Linked DNA regions of Anas platyrhynchos: regions 1 and 2 are each linked to region 3. Evidence: chromatin contacts called from public Hi-C data. All regions are on one chromosome and are shown on one strand. The core of a region is the stretch at or near the end of the contact, and the rest is flanking DNA. Distances in the headings are between cores, read along the strand shown. Region 1 holds the start of PRDX6 (peroxiredoxin 6). Region 2 overlaps NOTCH2 (notch receptor 2). Region 3 overlaps LOC113844284 (a long non-coding RNA gene).

Region 1 (2,800 bases), core at 15-2,514, 130 kb before region 3:
GAGGGCTCCAACAAACCAGGACATGAGGCTGCGTTATGAACCACGACCCAAACTTTTGGTTGCGTTTAATGGGATCTGACCGGTGGTTCCAGCACAGAGACCCCACTCACTGCCGTGGGGGTTTGTGTGCTGTTTGTCCCCGGCCCCTTTTGAGGCTCGGTGGGCCAGGGCCGTGCACCACCCAGGTACAGAGGTCAGTTTGAGCAACACCACCACTCGGCAGCTTCTGAACCCGCTCAGCCCCTAAATAACGCCGGACTGCGCAAATTCTCACCTTTATCACTCCTTATTTGCATGCGTGTCTCACTCCCGGAAAACCCGTGAGCACCTTCCCATTCCCAGAGTGAGGGGAGGCACGTAGCTCACCCGGGGGTTGCCGAACCCTGGTTTTACCCTTCCCAGAGCTCGTTTCACACCCCGTCACCTGGCCCCACAGCGCTGTGACTGGGGTTTCCCATCGGTAGCTGTCCTGCTCCTTATTTCTGTGCCGTGCTTCCTAAGCTTCCTAGGGATGGTTTTAGCTCTTGCACGCTCTCACTCCCTGATTTATGTTTAACGTGTCCTACTGCCTCCTGCTTTCTCCCCTCTACCTGGCCATGAATTGCACCCCCTGAAGCCCTACGACCCCTTTGGCCACCTCCCGCCCCATTGCACCACCCAGGCACCGAGTCCTTGTGCACACCCCATCCTCCCGGCGCCCCGGTCACCCCGCTACCCCCCGGTCACCCCGATGCCCCTGGTCACCCCGGTGCCCCCATACCTTGCTCCAGGCCAGGTGGTCGGGCACGCTGTCTATGGAGAGGGCGATCATCTTCACGTTGCGCTTGCTGAACTCCGCCGCCAGCTTGGCCGCCCGGCCCAGCTCCGTGGTGCAGACGGGCGTGAAGTCCCGCGGGTGGGAGAAGAGGATGCCCCAGCTGCCGGCACAGCGGCACGGAGCCGTGAGGGGTCGGCACCGGGCTCCCCCCGTGCCCCTCTCCCTGCATCCCAATAATCCCAAATCCCCATCCCAATCCCGTCCCGCTGCTCACGAGTCGCCCAGGAAGTCGTGGAAGCGGATGCGGCCCTGCGTCGTGTCCGCCTCGAAGTTGGGCGCCTCGTCGCCCAGCAGCAGCCCCGGCATTGCGGCGGCGGCACCGATCCGGATCCCGATCCCAATCCCGGTCCCGATCCGGATCCCGATCGCGGTCCCGCTCCCGGTCCCGACCCGAGGCGCTTCGGCTCCGCTCGGCTGGGCTCGGCGGGGCTCGGCGCGGGGGGCGTGGCCTCGCTAAGCCCCGCCCCCTCCCCCTGAGGCGGGCGGGCGCTGAGGCAGCGCCATGGCGGCCATCGTCAGCGAGCTGGAGGCGGCCAAGAAGAGCCTGAGCGAGGCGCTGGGCGAGAACGTGAAGCAGTGAGTGCGGCCCCGGACCCCAAAACCTTCCCCGTTTAACTCCTTTAACCCCCCCGCCTCGCTGTGCCCGCAGGTACTGGGCCAACCTGAAGCTGTGGTTCAAGCAGAAGATCAGCAAGGAGGAGTTCGACCTGGAGGCCCGCCGGCTGCTCACGCAGGACAACGGTGAGGGAAGGGGCTGGCAGCCCCCCGCACCCCTCATCCCTTACCTCTAAAAAAAAAAAGCGAGAGCCCTGAGGTGTTTGTGCCTGGAGTTTGGGGCCTGGTGGCTGAGCCCCTAAGGGGAACAAGGCAGAACAGCCCCAAATCTGCCTCAGGTGGGTGCCCCGCACACGGGTGTGTTACTGACGGGCTGTGTCTGTCCCCACGCAGTGCACTCCCACAACGATTTCCTCCTGGCCATCCTCACCCGCTGCCAGATCTTGGTGTCCGCGCCAGGTGAGTCCCACAGAGCTCCGTCAGAGGTAATCGGGCTGCAGGGTGGTAGCACCTGGGTGTGCTCTGCTTTTCTCAGCCTTAATATTCATGTTTTTTGCCACAGATCTACAAAGGCAGCCAGGTAGCGATCCAGGTTTCAGCAGAGACGCTTTTATTAAAAAACAAAACAACCCTAATGTGCTGGCTGGAGGCCTGGCCTGCTGTCTGTGGTCGGGTGGTTTGGTTTCTCGGCTGTCTGTCTGTCAGGCTGTGTGCTGAGGGGAGGCGCTGCGTTGTTTGGCTTCCTGCCTCGTCCAAGCTCCCTGGTGCCCCTCTGTTCCCCTCCCTCTCAGGGTCGGCATCCAAGGGAGCTGGATTTTCCTGACTGGTCCTGAAATCAAGGATAGATCTGATAGAAAAATGCTTACTGTGAATGCTTACCACAGTCTTAATTGAGCTGTGGTCAATTAACGCAACCTCTGCAGCCATGCTGTGTAACTTTTTTAGCTCTGTAAGCACTTGGAGTAGCTGTTGTCAGAGCAATAAGCTAATTTTTGTGGCCTTCAAAAGGGCTCCCAGTCTAGAGATCTGATAGGAAGGACAATTGAGCTGCAATTTAAGATGTGAAACTGCCGTGTGGTAAGGGAGGGAGCTCGTAGCAGCTGTGGTGAGCTAAGATCTGAGAGCAGCTTCTTGAAGTGAGCAAATACCTGTTGGTAGAGTACCTGAGGCAGCTGGAGGAAGAAAAAAAAATATAAGTGACAGCTCTTTGACATAGCTGGTCCACCAGCTAGGCTAATAAAATGCCACTGCCCTCCCACCACCCTCAATGGAAAGAAACAAGCCTTGCTTTGTTTCCTCTCGAGTTCTCAGCACCTTTTCCTGAGGCCCAGGCCCATCCCTTCTGGCTGCCTGCACTTGTGGAATTCGTGAGATGTGTCTGAGTCGTGCTGCTCCTTGCTTTGGCCTCACTGATTGCAGTGGGTTATA
Region 2 (3,064 bases), core at 245-2,744, 220 kb before region 3:
AAAAGCTTTCCAAGTGCAGGCGGTAATGTTATTAAATCTTCAGACTACTTATGTTTGTGTCCACTCAAAGCTTTGTCCAGCAATAGCAGCGGAATAATATGATCTAAGAGCTGTTTTCCTGCCATTCGGATGCAACTGAGACTTGAAGCAAGCTTCCATAAGCTATTCCCTTCTGCAGCATCAGAAGTGAGCAACTGAGTTGCTTTCAGTGGAAGAAACTATTTAAAAAGTCACAAGTGCTGGAGTAATGGGTTAGTAAGGAGCGGTAGGATTCCTCAGAGCAGATGTAGGCACCCATCTGCCCTGGCCACCTTCCTCTCCCTTAAAAGGGAGAGGGAAGAAACGGGCAATTCTGAGATGCAGCCACCTCTGTCTCAAGCAGAAGCCCAAGAAGGGGGTCCGAGAGGTCCCATCTCCTGTAGACTTTGCCAGTGGGTTCTCTGCATCCCAGCTTTTGGTATGTTATTTGTGTCTAGAATCCTTCAGTTGTACATATCTGGTGAAATTTTAGGCTTTAAAGCCTTGCTCTAAGTTTACCCGGGGCTGTGTTCTAGAAGACAGCAAAAAGAGTTATTTTTTATAAAATACTGCTTTCACCTTTGTTCCTCCATGCTGTTCTTTCTCTGTGTCCCCCAGAGTGCTGAGGACATTCTTTTCAGTGGAGTTATTGTCAGTGTGTAACCAGGGTAATGCAATTATAGGCATAACTGGTACCACCACCTATAATTAAAACTGATTAACTGTCCCTATTATCTGGCCCTCTTTTTCAGTAGCTAAAACTTCAGTGGTTCAGACTGGAATTTTCCATGCTGTGTGTCTGCCTCCAGCTGGATCTTTTTGAGTTCTTTTCCAGCTATTTCAGAACAAGCTTGAAGGAAGGAAAAAAAAAAAAAAGGCATTGCACCCATGGCTTTTTCTTAATACTCCAACAAGTACTTAATTGTGACAGCCAAACTGGATGTGAACTTCTTTGCTAGCCTCATAAAACTACCCGTGTGTGGCCAACTTAGGAAGCTCTGAAAAGAGCTGCACATACCTGGGAGACTTTCTGGAGGCTGGCAGCTAGTTTTTTGAAGGATTTAGTGCTCGCTGTAACTGTATCCCCATACAGCAGCCGAGTGTGATCTGGCCAGGACAAACGCAGAGACTGAGCGAGTGCTTTTCTCAGGGCTGTAGTGCTAGCGAAAAGGAGGGCTCCTTTCTGTGCTCCATTTCTTTGCTCTTTGTATCAGGGCAGTACGGAGGAGACCACAGCCTGACTTGAATACTGAGTGTTCATTTGGGACAGGGGAGCAGAGCCAGCAGTGGGAGGGAGGGAGAAGCACAAAGAGAGGTATAGCTCTGGACAACAGGCGAGGGGGTCTGTAGCCATGGCTGGGTCTTGGAACTGAACCCGGGTCTGTATGTCAACGCTTCTCTGCCTTCCAACAAATCCTGAGAAAGTTTGGTGAAAGGGTTTGTGTGCCCTGATTTCGGGCCGCTAGGAGGAGCATGCATCCTGCTGCCAGCCTGGCTCAGGGAGGCAGGTCTGCTGCTGCAGCCATGATCTCTGCGGGTGGTTGATGTGGTTCCCAGCTGTAGAAGGATAGTTCCTAGAGTTTTATAAAAGTTTTGGAGCTGTTTTAAAAAAGAGAGTTAGGAAAGCCTGACGATCAGAAGTTGGGAATATTCCTGTGTAAGCATACCACTTACATGAGGTTGTCATCGCAGTGTTTATCTGCACAGAATCCTAACTGTGATCACACGCTTTGTTTAGTGCCCTGTAGATTGAGAGTAACGCAGGCAGGGAGGTTGTTGTCTATAGGGTCCAAACTGCCTCCTGCTTGTACATGGAATAAACCAGGCAGTTGCTCAAAGATGGTCTTGAATTTCTGCTAGCAAGCCACGCTGGAGAAGCAAAATTTGTGCTCATCTTTGTGGAGATCCAGTTAGCACAGTGCTTCAGTCCTGCTGCCATCTCAGTCCCTCTTGCTTTGCCTAGGGTGTGGTAAAGTGTCTTACAAGCAAGATGAAGTTGATTCAGGCAGTCTTACTAGGGCATTTTTCAGCTTTATGTGCCTCACTTAGCCAACTTTGGTGTCCTTTTAATGAAGACTTAAAAGATCGTAACAGATCTGAAGGCTTTTGTCTGCATTTCTTTTCAGGTGAAATGCTACCAATAATCGGGTGAAAATGTCTGTGAAATGACGCCAATAATCGGGTGTTAGCTGTGCAGTATTTTTTTTCTCTATAAATAGTTTCTTTTCCCTAGATATGTTATTACAACATCCACATGAATAGTTATACACTTGAAGTTTTTGATTTTATAGCCCTTTCTTCTCCTTACAAAGTTAACTAGCCTGTACGCTTTGAGGAAGTTTTCCACTTCAGCAGCAAACTTGTTTTGTTTTATGATACTTCTTTGAGAATTATCTAAGTTCTGTTGTGGTTGGATTTAAGTATCAGAGTTCTGCTTGGAAGGAAAACAGGTGGTTAAGTCTGGGCTTTAAGTTAGGAGAAGAGGTTTGTGCTGAAGTGACCAGAGGGACTCTAGCTGTCAGTGGTCAAGGTGAGGCAATGCACTGGGAGAGGGCTTCCTTCCTCTGCTGTCACTGTTAGGTTAACGTGATCACCTTTCTTCTGTCCGCAGATGGATGTACTCCTCTGATGCTGGCATCTCTGCGTGTGGGCAGTTCCGATATTAGCGAGGATGACGAAGATGCAGAAGACTCCTCAGCAAATATAATAACAGACCTGATCTATCAAGGCGCCAACCTGCAGGCCCAAACGGACCGCACTGGGGAGATGGCGCTGCACCTGGCAGCCCGTTATTCCAGAGCAGATGCTGCAAAACGTTTGCTGGATGCTGGTGCGGATGCTAACGCACGGGACAACATGGGACGGACTCCCCTGCACGCAGCTGTAGCTGCTGATGCTCAGGGTGTCTTTCAGGTACAGCAACTGAAGAACCTTTTTAGAGTGTTTGTACACTGTAATATACGAGACTTTGCAGGCTGTGCTCTGTTCACTCCCTTCCATGCTCTCACACCTTTCACAGTGTGATAGCCAGGTGAAACTCTATTTT
Region 3 (2,833 bases), core at 65-2,564:
ATGCTGAAATCAAAAGCACATGAGGGCCACATGAGTGATGTTACACATAACCACAAACCACATCAGAGCCAGTCAAACAGCTCATAAGGTGGGAGAAGGCTACAGCTCTGAGCTTGCTTGAAAAAGGATGCTCAGAGGACTCCTACACTTATCAGAGCATTTTTAGGCACTGAAAGAACTGCTTGAAGTGTAAGAGAATGAATCCATCCGATCAGAAAAGAAACAGCTATAGTATTTGGCTCTCAAGGATTTCCAGCTGGTTCTCACTTACAGCAAGATTTTCTGGGACAAGAAATAAGATTCCAAGCTTGTCAACAGAAAAGTCATTGAAGGATTATTTGCTGTCAAACAAATAAGCAACTGCCTTCAAATAGAAGCACATCCAGACTTGTTCAGCATCATGTTTCAGAAACGTCAGAGCCACCCCCAGTGCAGGACGCTGACTGCTGAAGGTTGACTCATCTTTCTCAAGTAGTATTATTAAGGTTTTCACACCCCTGGCTAGCTCTGACACCGTAATTTCACTGTGACACAAAACACGCCTTGTCAGGGCTTAGCATTACCCCAAGCTAAGGGGCTGGAGTCACACAGCTTTTGTTAATGTGGTTGGGAATGTCTCATGAGATCAGCTGGCACACACAAGTTCTCCCACTTCCACCTCTTGATCTCATCTTAACCCTCTGAGAAGTCCTTCCCTTTGTCATCTTCATCTCCACATGGAGGTCACCTCGCTTCCCAATGACAAGACCAGGCTTACTGCAAGTCATTGTGAGCCTGGGTGATGTCCAAGTCCGCTCCCACCATCTCCAACAAGACTGTCACCATGACAGTGTCAGGGCCAGGCCAAAGGAACAGCTCCTGCCTGGCTGCAACAAGCACGCTGCATCTTCCAAGAATTTTTGCTTGTTGGGAAGAAGCTGGACAAAGGCAACTGCACAGCGCTCTGCTACAGAGGCAGCAGTCCAAGAGTTAGAACAAATATCATGGAACAGAGCATGTAATCAGATAGGACCCCAAACGAAACACAGGAAATCAGTCACAAATAAAAAGCCAAGCAGAAGCCATGGCTGTGAGCAGTAACTGTAGGCACCAATGAGCCATCGTTAACCACAGACACTGTTGTGGTCGAATGTGACCCCGGTTACCATTGCGCCAGCGTGCTTCAGCAGTTACTGAAAAATCTTCTCAACCGGGAATAAGAAAGTAAGTCTCTGGCAGGGCACTGCATATTTATTTCCCTTCTTTGGCTCTTCATTGTGCTCTTAGATGGCCCTTCTTTGCTATTCATGTTCCAGCTCCATCTCACTGGCTTTGCCTTCATCACGAGTTGGAATTGCATCCAGTTGAGTCATACAGGAACAAACTAGAGGCTGATGTTGTACTGCACACAGATGTTTAAAAGAAGAAAGCTCAAAAGGAAGGACAGATGCAAATATGAAAAAAGGATGGGACTTGAGGACTTTTCTGGCTGACCACACACATAAAGCAATTCAATCTGGGGAATGACATCAGGTAACAGACCTGCTCTGCAGGAACCAGAGGGCTCTGACACTGGCAAGCAGTTCGCAGCCTTCCCCAGAGCCACAGTAAGAAACTGCCCATCACGCAGTGTCCTGGGGCACCCTCAGATTTCAGTGACAGAAGAGGGCATCCCCTCCCTGAGCATCTACAAAACTCAAATAGCTTTCTATCCCCGCTATTCGGAGAAGGCCCAGGACTAGTGGCTCCCGGAGAGGAAGGCTGTGTTGCAGACTGAGCACTCTTGCAATATTTTGCTAACAGTTTCCTGCACAGAGATTCAAAGCTGAGCAAGCCTCAGGTCACACCTGTCCAGAGGCTTCACCAAGCACTGGCTGGGGACTTCCACTCCTCTTGGAGCCAATTCTCCCATTCCCAGATCTCAACCTCCCACACTTGCTCTGCATCCAGCTACATCCTGTGCCTGCTGCTAACCAGACACAGTAGTTAGGACGCTGTTGCAGAAGGTGCTATTTTTCTTCCTCACAGCCTTGGATGCATTTGTACTTCCAGACAGCCCAGTGTAAACAATCTATCTCAGGCTTGGGAATACATCCAGGGCTTATAGATTTAAAAACTTGAGTACACCAGTCCACGGGGCTTTAACGTTATAAACAAACTTCATCTGATAAAGCTGGCTACACGAGGATACATGGATCCCAACTGGAGGGGCAGCACTAACTCCTGGTTTGACACAGCCCAGCTGCAAGGCAGCCAGCTGGGGCTTAGCACTGTTCTCACATTCCTCTGTGCTCTGTCCACGGTTGTGCCAGAAATGTAAGTGTGCACATTTTCATTCCTGGGAAAGAAATGCATTCGTTCTCTCTTCCCGTTCCCTATGCAGGCTGGTGAATTTGTCTGTTACACTCAAAATAGGTGTCTTCCTGGGTAACAGCAGCAATGTCTTCCCCGAAGTGTGGATTCTTGGGTTTCCTCACAGGGTATATCAAAGCTTGCCCAATACCAGGATTTAAAGAGTATCCGTCCCAAATAATTACCATAGACTGCCTTGCTAACTGGAAGGGAAATAAAGAAAGGGAAAAACAAAAATAGGATCACCAAGAGACACAATCTGCTCAGTGCTTTACAAACAGTCTCTGGAATAAAGCCCAATCATCCTTACACTAATTGGCCACAGACATCCTTAGGCAACATCTTCCTGAAAGCCCAAGCTTCCTTCAAGAAAAGCCAGAAATAAGTGTTCTTTTAATAGGTAAACCAGCTCTAACCAAGTCCCAGAACTCTTTCAGCACCCAAAAGGCTGAGACACCCAGAGAGTTCCTGTTTGCCTGGAGCACTTCTTTGCTCCAGCCAG

What was found. A called contact is a pair of places that touch in the nucleus more often than the background predicts.
Region 1: a Hi-C map of subcutaneous adipose tissue shows a contact between it and region 3, with 2.3 times the contacts expected there. The contact joins the promoter of PRDX6 here to the enhancer-like site in region 3. A contact is called at or near these places in 2 of 8 Hi-C or Micro-C datasets (skeletal muscle and subcutaneous adipose tissue).
Region 2: a contact with region 3 is called in a Hi-C map of subcutaneous adipose tissue, with 2.2 times the contacts expected there. The contact joins two enhancer-like sites. A contact is called at or near these places in 2 of 8 Hi-C or Micro-C datasets (liver and subcutaneous adipose tissue).

What each region holds. Positions count from the first base shown.
Region 1 is chr8:16,670,046-16,672,845 of IASCAAS_PekinDuck_T2T, forward strand. It overlaps PRDX6 (peroxiredoxin 6), which reads right to left and starts at 1,265. Exons shown (of 5, transcript XM_027462656.3): 1 at 1,032-1,265; 2 at 761-917. The coding sequence starts at 1,123. TADA1 (transcriptional adaptor 1) reads left to right here and starts at 1,238. Exons shown (of 8, transcript XM_013096009.5): 1 at 1,238-1,393; 2 at 1,467-1,558; 3 at 1,766-1,831. The coding sequence starts at 1,320.
Region 2 is chr8:16,587,562-16,590,625 of IASCAAS_PekinDuck_T2T, forward strand. It overlaps NOTCH2 (notch receptor 2), which reads left to right. Exons shown (of 33, transcript XM_038182661.2): 30 at 2,630-2,931. Among named protein-coding and RNA genes, the nearest start is that of REG4, 8.1 kb to the right of the region's middle. Within about 2 kb of position 1,495, at least 1 of the 8 cell types and tissues checked has an H3K27ac peak or open chromatin away from gene starts, as enhancers often do. A contact at or near this core is called in subcutaneous adipose tissue, where this site is marked.
Region 3 is chr8:16,804,232-16,807,064 of IASCAAS_PekinDuck_T2T, forward strand. The region is part of intron 3 of LOC113844284 (a long non-coding RNA gene); the gene reads right to left. Among named protein-coding and RNA genes, the nearest start is that of FASLG, 37 kb to the right of the region's middle. Within about 2 kb of position 1,315, at least 1 of the 8 cell types and tissues checked has an H3K27ac peak or open chromatin away from gene starts, as enhancers often do. A contact at or near this core is called in subcutaneous adipose tissue, where this site is marked.